Regions from separate parts of the Pan troglodytes genome. Here all the other regions are linked to region 2. Evidence: chromatin contacts called from public capture Hi-C data. All regions are on one chromosome and are shown on one strand. Each heading gives the region's core, a stretch centred on a gene start, on an enhancer-like site or on the middle of the called end of the contact. The rest is flanking DNA. Distances are from core to core; before and after follow the strand shown. Region 1 has its middle 130 kb from the start of SLC10A2. Region 2 has its middle 810 kb from the start of SLC10A2. Region 3 has its middle 900 kb from the start of DAOA.

Region 1 (3,287 bases), core at 168-2,667, 680 kb before region 2:
CCAGTGAACATTGAGGAGATACCCAGGAAGGCAAATCAGGAGGAAAATGATTGGGAAAACTCCAACGACCTTGCATTATTGATTTTTATCTTCAAAAGTTGTCCTGGCAGTTAACTGCCAATGGAGTGGAGTGAGACTGGGGGATACATTTCTGATGATTTCTCGATGCTTTCAATATTGGTATACAACTGAACGTTACTTCTGTAGCAGGACATAGGGCAGGATCATCACTGAACTAAGTTTATTCACACTTCAGTTCAACTTGGGTCATTCCCTTCTTGGTGTCCCCAGTTTCTAACCCTTACTACTGTAAAGGAAGGGGTGGAATTGTTCACTAGAGCTTGGTAATACACATTATTGTTTGCTAAAAAATTTGGAAGATGCTCATTCTAAGCAGATCACATAGAGGTCAGCCAGGAGATTTGGCATTTGCTCTTTATACCACAGCTAATTTTTCTGTGGAAGCATTTTTGGTACCTATAACTGAAGTGACTGTCTTAGTCCTAAAAGGTTCAAAACCCTTTTTAGGCATTCTAAGATGCTAACACTCTGAATTTCTACCCTCTCCCTGACCCCCGGAAGGCTGCCATTTTAAAGTATAACAACAGGAAAGGATATTTGTCATATGATACAGTTTGGATCTGTGTCCCCACCAAATCTCATGTTGAATTGTATCGTAATCCCCAGTGTTAGAAGTGGGGCCTAAGTGGGGCCTGGTGGAAGGTGATTGGATCATGGGGTGGTTTTCTCAAGAGTGGTTTAGCACCATCCACGTAGGGCTCTTCTTGTGATAGTGAGTCCTCATGAGATCTGGTTGTTTAAAAGTGTGTGGCATCTCTCCACTCTCTCTTGCTGCTGTTCCAGCCATGGGAGATATCTGCTTCCCTTTCACCTTTCACTATGGTTGTAAGTTTTCTGAGGCCTCCCCAGAGGCTGAACAGAAGCCAGCATCATGCTTCCTGTACAGCCAGCGGAACCATGAGCAATTAAGCCTCTTTTACTTATAAATTACTGAGTCCCAGGTATGTATTTATAGCTGTTTGAGAATGGCCTAATACACCAGAGTAGAGCAGATGTTTGTAATATGGGTTTTAAAGACCATCGTCAAAGATAATCCCCTCTGTCTCTCCTGGCTGGCTCTGCCTTTGCATGAAAAGAATTGGAACTGAGGACTAGCACTTAGCATGAAAGGAATCCAGGTAATTCCCACCCCGAGGAGACGGTGGAGCCCTCTGTAGACTGAAATCAAGGGCTAGGAGGAACGAAAAAGGTCTGGTTATAGTCACATCTGCTCGGTGCCTTTCGTGAGCAGCACTTATCTTGGTATCTGGCTCTTGTCCAAGAACTGGCCTTTGAAGACCTTCCGTGTTGGAGAAGAGATGCCAGGAAGGGGAAGCTCTTTCTCTTCACTGGGTGTGCCTGCCTGCCCTTGTGAGGCGTTCCTGCCTTACCGTGGAAGTGGCCTGTCCTTTGAATGATTCGGGTCACTGAGTGAAAAGCTCCATGTGGCTGACGATGGAGAAGTTCCCCACAGAGCCTCTTTCAGAGGCCCTTTCAGTCTTTCAGTCCAGCAGTAGTTCCCTCCTGGGTGTCAGAGACTGAAGGAGGCATGAGAAGCCAGAGGCACATCCCAGCAGTGTGCCCCGCAAGGAATGGCCTCTTCTTTGTTTGAGGGCTGGTCATTCTGACTATGGACCTCACAATCACTGGAATTGAATGACAAAAGAATGTTGTCAAAGAACATTAATCATTGCATGGGTTGCAATTCGTGATTAGCTGGATTTGCATAAAAGAATGTAGAGGCCTTGAACCACAAAAGCTAAAATGTGTATCCAAGAAATAGTGGTGGCCATCATTCCAGTGAGAGCATGTTCATAACTCACTGCTGCAGAAGAAATGATCAAAAAGTGGTCCAGGGGCCCCGGGTTCTCTGTGTTAAAAATATTTCTCAAGAAAAACTGCATGTGTACCTTCAAAAATAAAGCTAATATTGAAATACCCTTTCTAATGGAATTATTTTTTTGATGCTCAAGAAGTCATGAATAATATTTAAAAAGCAGAAAACACACTTCTTTATAATCTTTGCAAATCCAGTTTAATGTTAAGCTCCCCTTAAGCTCTATTTACAAAGAATTGTACCAGTTTTCACCTTGATATGGTGGATTTACTTTCACTATGCAATTGGAAAATTGACTTTTGTACGCCTGAGGGTATTTTTAAAAGTAAATTGGATTTCTTAAGTTCATTATTTTTTAATAAAATGCATAGTTAATGGTATTAAACTTCTACACCTACTACATTTTATTCTTGTTTGACGTATATGTGGGTTTGTGAACTGGCTTATAGGAGAGATCAATCGGAAAACACTTTAAAATCAGAATTCTTAGTATGCCAGGTTCACATTTTCCAGTAGGGGGCAAGAAAGTACTATATATGAAATCCAGAAATCACTTTCTTTTTCTGTACCTTTGCAAACAAATTAAGTTCCCGAATTGTGAAATGCTTAGTGTGATAGGAAAAAGGATATTCAAATCTATTAAATATAATCTCTTTCTTATGTCAGAGGGCTATTAAGCATGATATTTAACTGCTCAGTGAATCTCTCTGGGAGAGAGAAATGAATTTGGGAAAGGCCAAGAGAATGGGATGTGACACTTTGGCCAAAGTGTCTTGTCAGCACTCCAGCGCTGACTAGAACTCAGCCATGTTGCCCAACCTCCATGAATAACCCCCCAAAAGACCTCCCCAAACCAACCCCCCTCAAAACCATGACATGTTAATGCTTGGTATCTTATAAGACCCTTCACTTGTACTTGTTCACACACACATAGTCATTCAAGTGGCCCTAAGGAGCTGCTTTTAGTCTGTTACAGACATAGACCACGCTACTTACTTCCTTGATAATGAGCTCACACACACATTGACCAATGCAAGTGAGATAATCAATTACTCATAATTGATCCTAGCTGTGAACTTTTTGGTTATGGTTCAGGCACTCTGACATCATCTATATAGTTCTTCCAGAACAAATTTCTATATCCAACCTGGAGTTTCATACAGGACATTTTATTTTTTAAAGACTACTACTTCAAATGTATTTCCATGTTTGTTTTTCCTCTTTCCTAAGTCTGTAATTTTGATGGAGTGTTTTTTCCTTGACCCTAGTTTTTGTAGGGGAAATTGCCTATACAATCAAATCAGTATGCCACATGATGCATTTGGTATAAATAAACATAGTAAAAATGTTTGGAAAATCCTCAATTGTCTGTGTTAAGTATGGTATTGGC
Region 2 (3,079 bases), core at 169-2,668:
CCTATATCTTTCTCCCCTGCTGGATGTTTCCTGCCCTTGAACACTGGACTGCAGGTTCTTCAGCTTTGGGACTCGTACTGGCTTCTTTGCTCCTCAGCTTGCACATGGCCTGTTGTGGGACCTCACCTTGTGATCATGTGAGTCAGTACTTCTTAATAAACTTTCCTTTATATCTACCTCTATCTTATTAGTTCTGTCTCTCTAGAGAGAACTCTGGCTAATACACATAGCCAGTCTAAGAAAAAATAATAATTATAACTTTTTTTTCCTGTTAATTCCTTCTCAACAACTATATTGTCACAAAACTGCATAAACCAATGTTCTAAATTTGTTTACTTGGAAATAGAGAGGAAAAGGAAAGCTTATATGTTGGTCTATTCTACACGATAAGATATATTTCATTTTAAAATAGAATAACTGAAGAGTATGAAAATTCAGTAGGACTTCTGTATTTGAGTTTTTACGGTTTTGCTGTGAGAAATATTGGATAAGTTCTTAAAATAAAATTTCTATCAACAAGGTTCAATATCCAAATATTTATTGAAATATTTTAATTATTTGTACTATAAATATTTAACTAAATGAATTGCAGAGGCCATTGTGTAGATAAAATCCTGCTCTTTTTCGTCTCCTACGGTTCTTTTTCATCAGTCTATGGTATTGTTCTTTTTCCTCCAAGTGTCAATGTATTTATGGTATGATAAAATTTTCTACTGATGTCCACAAGTACTTATCTCTCTCTATATATCACCCTTAACTCTGTATACCAACTGAAAAATACAGCCTGACGTTCAATTTTTGTAGTATTCTCTTTTTAGCTATTTAATACACTTGCTCATTTTAATACTTCCAACGTATTTTCTCCTTTAAAAAAATTGGACAAAACTGATGTGTTGATTCAGTTGTGAGTCTCATAAACAGCATGTAAATGAGTTAAGTTGAAAATTATCAGGAATGCTAAAGCAAGGAATCTTTAATCTCAAATGGATGCTCAACGAACTTAAACCAATAAATCGTGTGCCTAATTATGAATAAAAAGAACAAATGTACAGAACACGAAAAATGTCAGAAGGATTTTTTCAGTCCATGGGTCATGAGGAATCCCATTTTTTGTTTTATATAGATAGAATCAGCCTCTACACGTATAATGTGTTTGTTATAGTCTGAATGTTTCTGCTCCATCCCACTTCAAATTCATATGTTAAATTCTAACCTTCGATGGCATGATATTTTGAGATGGAGCCTTTGGGAGTAAATGAGCATCAGATGAGGTCTTGAATGTGGGGTTCTTGTGATAGGATTAGTGCTCTTGTTTTCCCTATCAGCCTATCTCGAGTACCTCCGCCAAAACCTAGAAGACCCCAGAGCGCTTGCCCTCCCTTTCTCTGCGTGAACAAAGAAGAGGTCATGTGAGCACACAGCAAGATGTCGGCTGCCTGCAGGCAAAAAGAAAAGGCAGCCCTCTGCACGCTGGGAAAATAACCCTCACCAGAAACTGACTGAGCTGGCACACTGATCTCAGATATCCAGACTCCAGAATTGCGAAAAAATTAATTCTTGTTGTTTGATACACCTAGCACGACTAAGAAAATATTTTTTCGTTGCATATACTATCTTGTTTTTTTCCAGGAACACACTAGGTCAGACGTGTATCATCTACATCAAATTCGCTTAAGGAAACCAAAATTTCTATTTTCATTTTCTGAAATTTAGTGCTGGAGTCAATAGTAGGGATTCTCGGGATTCTTTAAGGTTTTCTCTTTCAGAGAACTGACTTCTCTATCTGGCAGTCTGCTGTTTACAGCAGTATCAGTCCCACATATTTATAAATGGGACTAGCTAGCAGGAGTGAGCTGTTGAGGCAGTGTTAACAGAAGAGAAAGCTCAAACTTCCCAGAAGTCCATAGACACATTTTCTTTGCTCCTACTGGTCTGAATCGTGATGAATGTCTTCAATCAGTGTCTTTAAAGTACCATAATCATGGTCTGCATTTTTTAAGGAAAAGGGTGAGGCTAGGTTAAAGAGTACATATTTTGAAATTAGGGACGCTTAGCCAAGGGAGCAGCAGATACTAAGCACCAATAATTAATGTCTACTACAGTAGGAACATAGAAAACTATTTATTTTATTTATACATATTATGACTTTGCTATTCATTTCAGTGGCATCAATAATTAAATTTGTAAAAAGATGGACAATAATTTCTCAAATCTGAAAATGTTTAAGAACAGTGCTAAGGAAATTTACACTTAAAATGAAAAGATGTATAATACTATGATCTTTCAGATTCCCTTCAATCCGGAGATTGTATAAGTGTGTGATCATTATTGTCATTTTAGTCTTTAGTGTTCTTTCTTGAAATACACTATGCAGAATAATCTTTAATATTAATCTCTAGTATTAATATTTTTAAGATTGCAATCATTAAACAAATGTGTTTAATTGGCAGAAAGTATGCCAATATTAAAAGGGAAAGGAATTGTGGACTTATTTCTTTAGGGGTTTTATTCAATAAATACCTCTAAGTGGTAAAGTCACCGTGTCATCTGGCATCATAGAGTCAGCATTTAGATCATCTTTGGTTATTGGTTACAGGTTTATCAGTTTCTACGACCCACTCTTTTCGTAGGTTTTACATTTAAATCATAATTTTGTACGTTATTGTACTTCATTCATTTTTAATTCAACGCATATTTTTTAGCTGATGATTTTGTAGAAATCGCCACACTAACCATATTGTGTTTGGAGGAGCTATATGAACTTGAGTATGATGTTTTCTCCTTCAATTTGTTCAGCTGCTAAATAATATTTCCTACATCATTGTGTGATTGAGATTAAATTAGACAATGCAATTGCAAGAATTTTCTGGATGATATTTACCATTATCATTGCTGTGATTACTTAGTAGATGATAGAACTTACTAACTTAGGAGCAACAATGATGACTCGTGCCATGACAGATTGTGACGAATTGCTCCTATATGATGCTGGTGAGCATGCATTCTCTCAGCTCTCAGAAAATTATCAATGGCTATCATCTGGGCTTTATTGTGGCACTATTCACAATAGAGAGACAGA
Region 3 (3,368 bases), core at 55-2,554, 700 kb after region 2:
AGACCACTGTGAGCTGGCGCAGTTAATCTTAACACCATACCTTAAATTAATTTAATTAAGTCATTACTTATGCTGTGTAGTCATAACTCATAGACTCTAGAAACAACAGCAAAATTAGGTTGTATACTTAATAAATTTCACTGTAGGTGGCATCACAGGCTGACAAGATCTGACTTAAAGAGAAGGATTCAAGATATCCAGTTGTTTTATAAATCCCAGGAGGTTTACATAACCCAGATCATAAGAAAATCTAAGCGAAGTTCTATGTTGAGGTCTGATTGGAAAAAGACATAAGCTCTGGATTTAAAAGTAAGTTGAGTATATATGGATTTTTATCTTGGGTCTAATTATTAGGTTATTACAAAAGTAATTATGTTTTTTGGCATTATTTTCAAATGGCAAAAACCGCAATTACTTTTGCAACAGCCTAATATTTAATAGCCTTGCTTCTTTCTTGGAAACTGTTCTTGTTACTTTGAGTCTCTACCAGTCCCATCTTTTCTTGTTCACGATATAATGTCTGTTTGGACAGATGTATCAAAGTACCTTAATCTAAGACACCAAATAGGAGAAAAACCTACACTTTTCTCCCATATAAATCCAGCATTATTCTCTTCTATTACATTTTTCACATAGACTGTAAATTAAAAAAACACACACACACACACATTCTTGGTAATTGTCATGAAAATGGTATCTGCTGAAATATTTATGGAAACATCTGCGGTAGGTGAAGAGTCCCACAGCAGAGGAGCTATTTGTGCTTGTCTTAGTGACACGGGCTGGTTCTTCAGGTGACTCAGAACGTGTGTTCAAATTTGGTATTTGACAGTTATCTCGGACACATGCAGAGAACCTCTCTTCTTCCTCAAAAGCAGTTTAGAGAAGCTTAAACTTGGAAAAGTTGTACTTTCTCTGGTTAAACATGAGACTGGTAATAAAGGCAGCAATCTTTGTTCTAAGGTGAGGGAACTTGAGGCTTTGGAGCAGTAGCTTTGGAATTCCTAAAAGTTTAAAAGCATTGAAGCTACTTGAAAATGGTGCATCGGGAGCCCATCCAGACTTGTAACTAATAACATAGTCCTGGCAGCACACCACGCACCTCCTGCTTAGCGTCAGCTGTGACTGATACCCACAGCCACCTAGGGGAACAACGGCATTTTATTTGCTACATCACATGGCAAAAGAGCAACATTAGCCCACATCTCGTCTGTGACTCGGAGATCCAGTCTCCAAGCACTGACTGGTAGGGAAAGGCATTTCGTGTGGACAGTAAAATTCCCTCCACCACCAGTGGGAGCTCTTTACTTAATTGTTTTTCAGAGCAAGTCCATCGGAGAATGAAATTCCAGTTCCACAGCCCTCACTGAAGCAAAGGGGTCGGCCTCTGTGGAACTCACAGAAGTTTGTGTGTTTGTGTATGTGAGTGCAGGTGTGTGCTTGTGTGTTATGTTTGCTTTATGTCATTTTAGATGTGTTAAAAAAATAACAGAACAGAAATGGAGAAAGGAATGCTATTGTCAAAAAAGGAAAGAGGGGAAAGAAGTTACATTACGAAGCTAGCTTAGTAACCCCCAAACTTCCCACACAATTGTTCAAACTTAGTCCTTGCAGGTCAGTGCCCTATAGGGCTTCAAAGCTTTTCTGCTGTTTGAGGCCCCTCCCCCAGCATCTGCCTCTCACACACACCCCTGTTGTGGTCTTTTTTCCCCAAACTCATATATTTTGTTCTGTTCTAGTCCAAGTAGTTTAGAAAAAGCTTCCCTATTGAAACCACGCACAAATACCGGAATCCAAGTATTTTTGAAGAGCTTTCTTTTGTTGTTATTTTTTGTTTCTTTTTACTTAAGAGAACAAGAAATTAGAGGATTGCCAAAAATAGAAATGGAGAAGAACGAAGATGAATGTAACAATGAATACGTGAGATATTTTAAATGTCTAAACTGGTACAATTCAAATTATAAATGACATTATGGTCTGTGTTGCATTTGGCAGGAGTTGTTGCATGGAGATTGTATGGCAGGAACCCATTTTCCTTCCCTGAAGCCAAGCTGGGTGTGTGCAGGGTGTCAATCGAATTAGGAGAGATTGTGTTGCTTTCGGTGGGGGTGTAGGTGGGGCAATTTATGAGTCCTCAAGCCTGCCTTCTATGCCTCACTCACTAACTAGAAAGGTTATTCAATGCAAGAACCATGATTAATAAGCAGCTGTCAGCTGAGTGCGATGGCTCACGCCTGTAATCCCAGCGCTTTGGGAGACTGAGAAAGGAGGATGACTTGAGGCCAGGAGTTCTAGGCTGCAGTGAGCTATGATGGCATCACTGCACTCCAGCCTGGGCAACAGAGCTAGACCCTGTCTCAAATGAACACATAAACTAACAAGCAGCTGTCAAAAGGCATCCTCAAAAGTGGGAGTGGACAAGGCCACTGGCCAAAAAGGCCAATAAAATCAGCCCAGTCTTCCCCCCAAACACAGTGGATTTCCATCTATGTGATAACGTCGGAGCATTGTCCCTGCATGAACTTGGCCTTGTCTTCTGATTCTACTTAGATTCAGCAAGAGAAAAGAAGGGCCTGTAAAGGAAAGAGAAAGATAGAGGCTGTCAAAGGTGTGTAGCTGCCATCTTGCTTCAGTGAGTGAGGCAGTGGCACCTCCAAATGTCCCCTCAGGAAAAAAATTCTGAAAAAGCCATGAGGAAATATTAGAAAAGCAATGAGCATTGAGATTTTGACATGGCTTTGGGATGCAATATAGCTAGTAGTTCATTGAATCGCAGACAGTATTGTGGAGGGGCAATAGGAAACGCAAACGTTGATGAGAGCAGGTGTTCTCTAAGCCCTTGTTATCTTAACCAGGTTTTAGATGATGCTCAGAGAAAGATGAGAGCTCTGGGAATTTGGAAGTTGAGCCTAGAGAAAATTGAACTGGAGCAATAAAATCTAGAATCTACATAGATTTATTTAAATTTATATTCATGTACTAATAAATATTAAGGACATGCTTTATTATGACTTTTTATTGATTTTTTTGCAGATGCTGTTTATATCCTTTTTTTCAAAAACAAAAAGAACTTTAAAAAATATCATCAAAATTATATATATTTTTTCAGGATTAGAAGAGAGAGAATATGATGTTTTATTTAAACTGGAAGTTAAAGCAAAATCGCAGGGAGAGACAATTACAAGATAAGTAGGTAAGGTAACTATTGCCCATAGGAAGCTCTAACCTTCTGTTGTAGGCAAAATTCTAGGAAGTTTCCAAGATTTTAGTCCTGTGGTTATTCAATTAAACACTAATCTAGGTGCTGCTGTGATGGGATTTGCAGATGTAATTAAGGTCCCAGATGAGTTAACTACAACATATGGAGA

The links. Capture Hi-C pulls out chosen DNA fragments and counts their contacts.
Region 1: a capture Hi-C map of stem cell-derived neural stem cells shows a contact between it and region 2, with 4 times the contacts expected there. The contact joins two enhancer-like sites. A contact is called at or near these places in 2 of 7 Hi-C or Micro-C datasets (induced pluripotent stem cells and stem cell-derived neural progenitor cells) and 1 of 1 other capture datasets (stem cell-derived neural stem cells).
Region 3: a capture Hi-C map of stem cell-derived neural stem cells shows a contact between it and region 2, with 5 times the contacts expected there. The contact joins two enhancer-like sites. A contact is called at or near these places in 1 of 7 Hi-C or Micro-C datasets (stem cell-derived neural progenitor cells) and 1 of 1 other capture datasets (stem cell-derived neural stem cells).

Annotation. Positions count from the first base shown.
Region 1 is chr14:108,798,559-108,801,845 of NHGRI_mPanTro3-v2.0_pri, forward strand. No RefSeq gene overlaps it. Among named protein-coding and RNA genes, the nearest start is that of SLC10A2, 130 kb to the left of the region's middle. Within about 2 kb of position 1,418, at least 2 of the 24 cell types and tissues checked have an H3K27ac peak or open chromatin away from gene starts, as enhancers often do. A contact at or near this core is called in stem cell-derived neural stem cells, where this site is marked.
Region 2 is chr14:109,480,088-109,483,166 of NHGRI_mPanTro3-v2.0_pri, forward strand. No RefSeq gene overlaps it. Among named protein-coding and RNA genes, the nearest start is that of SLC10A2, 810 kb to the left of the region's middle. Within about 2 kb of position 1,419, at least 2 of the 24 cell types and tissues checked have an H3K27ac peak or open chromatin away from gene starts, as enhancers often do. A contact at or near this core is called in stem cell-derived neural stem cells, where this site is marked.
Region 3 is chr14:110,178,942-110,182,309 of NHGRI_mPanTro3-v2.0_pri, forward strand. No RefSeq gene overlaps it. Among named protein-coding and RNA genes, the nearest start is that of DAOA, 900 kb to the right of the region's middle. Within about 2 kb of position 1,305, at least 5 of the 24 cell types and tissues checked have an H3K27ac peak or open chromatin away from gene starts, as enhancers often do. A contact at or near this core is called in stem cell-derived neural stem cells, where this site is marked.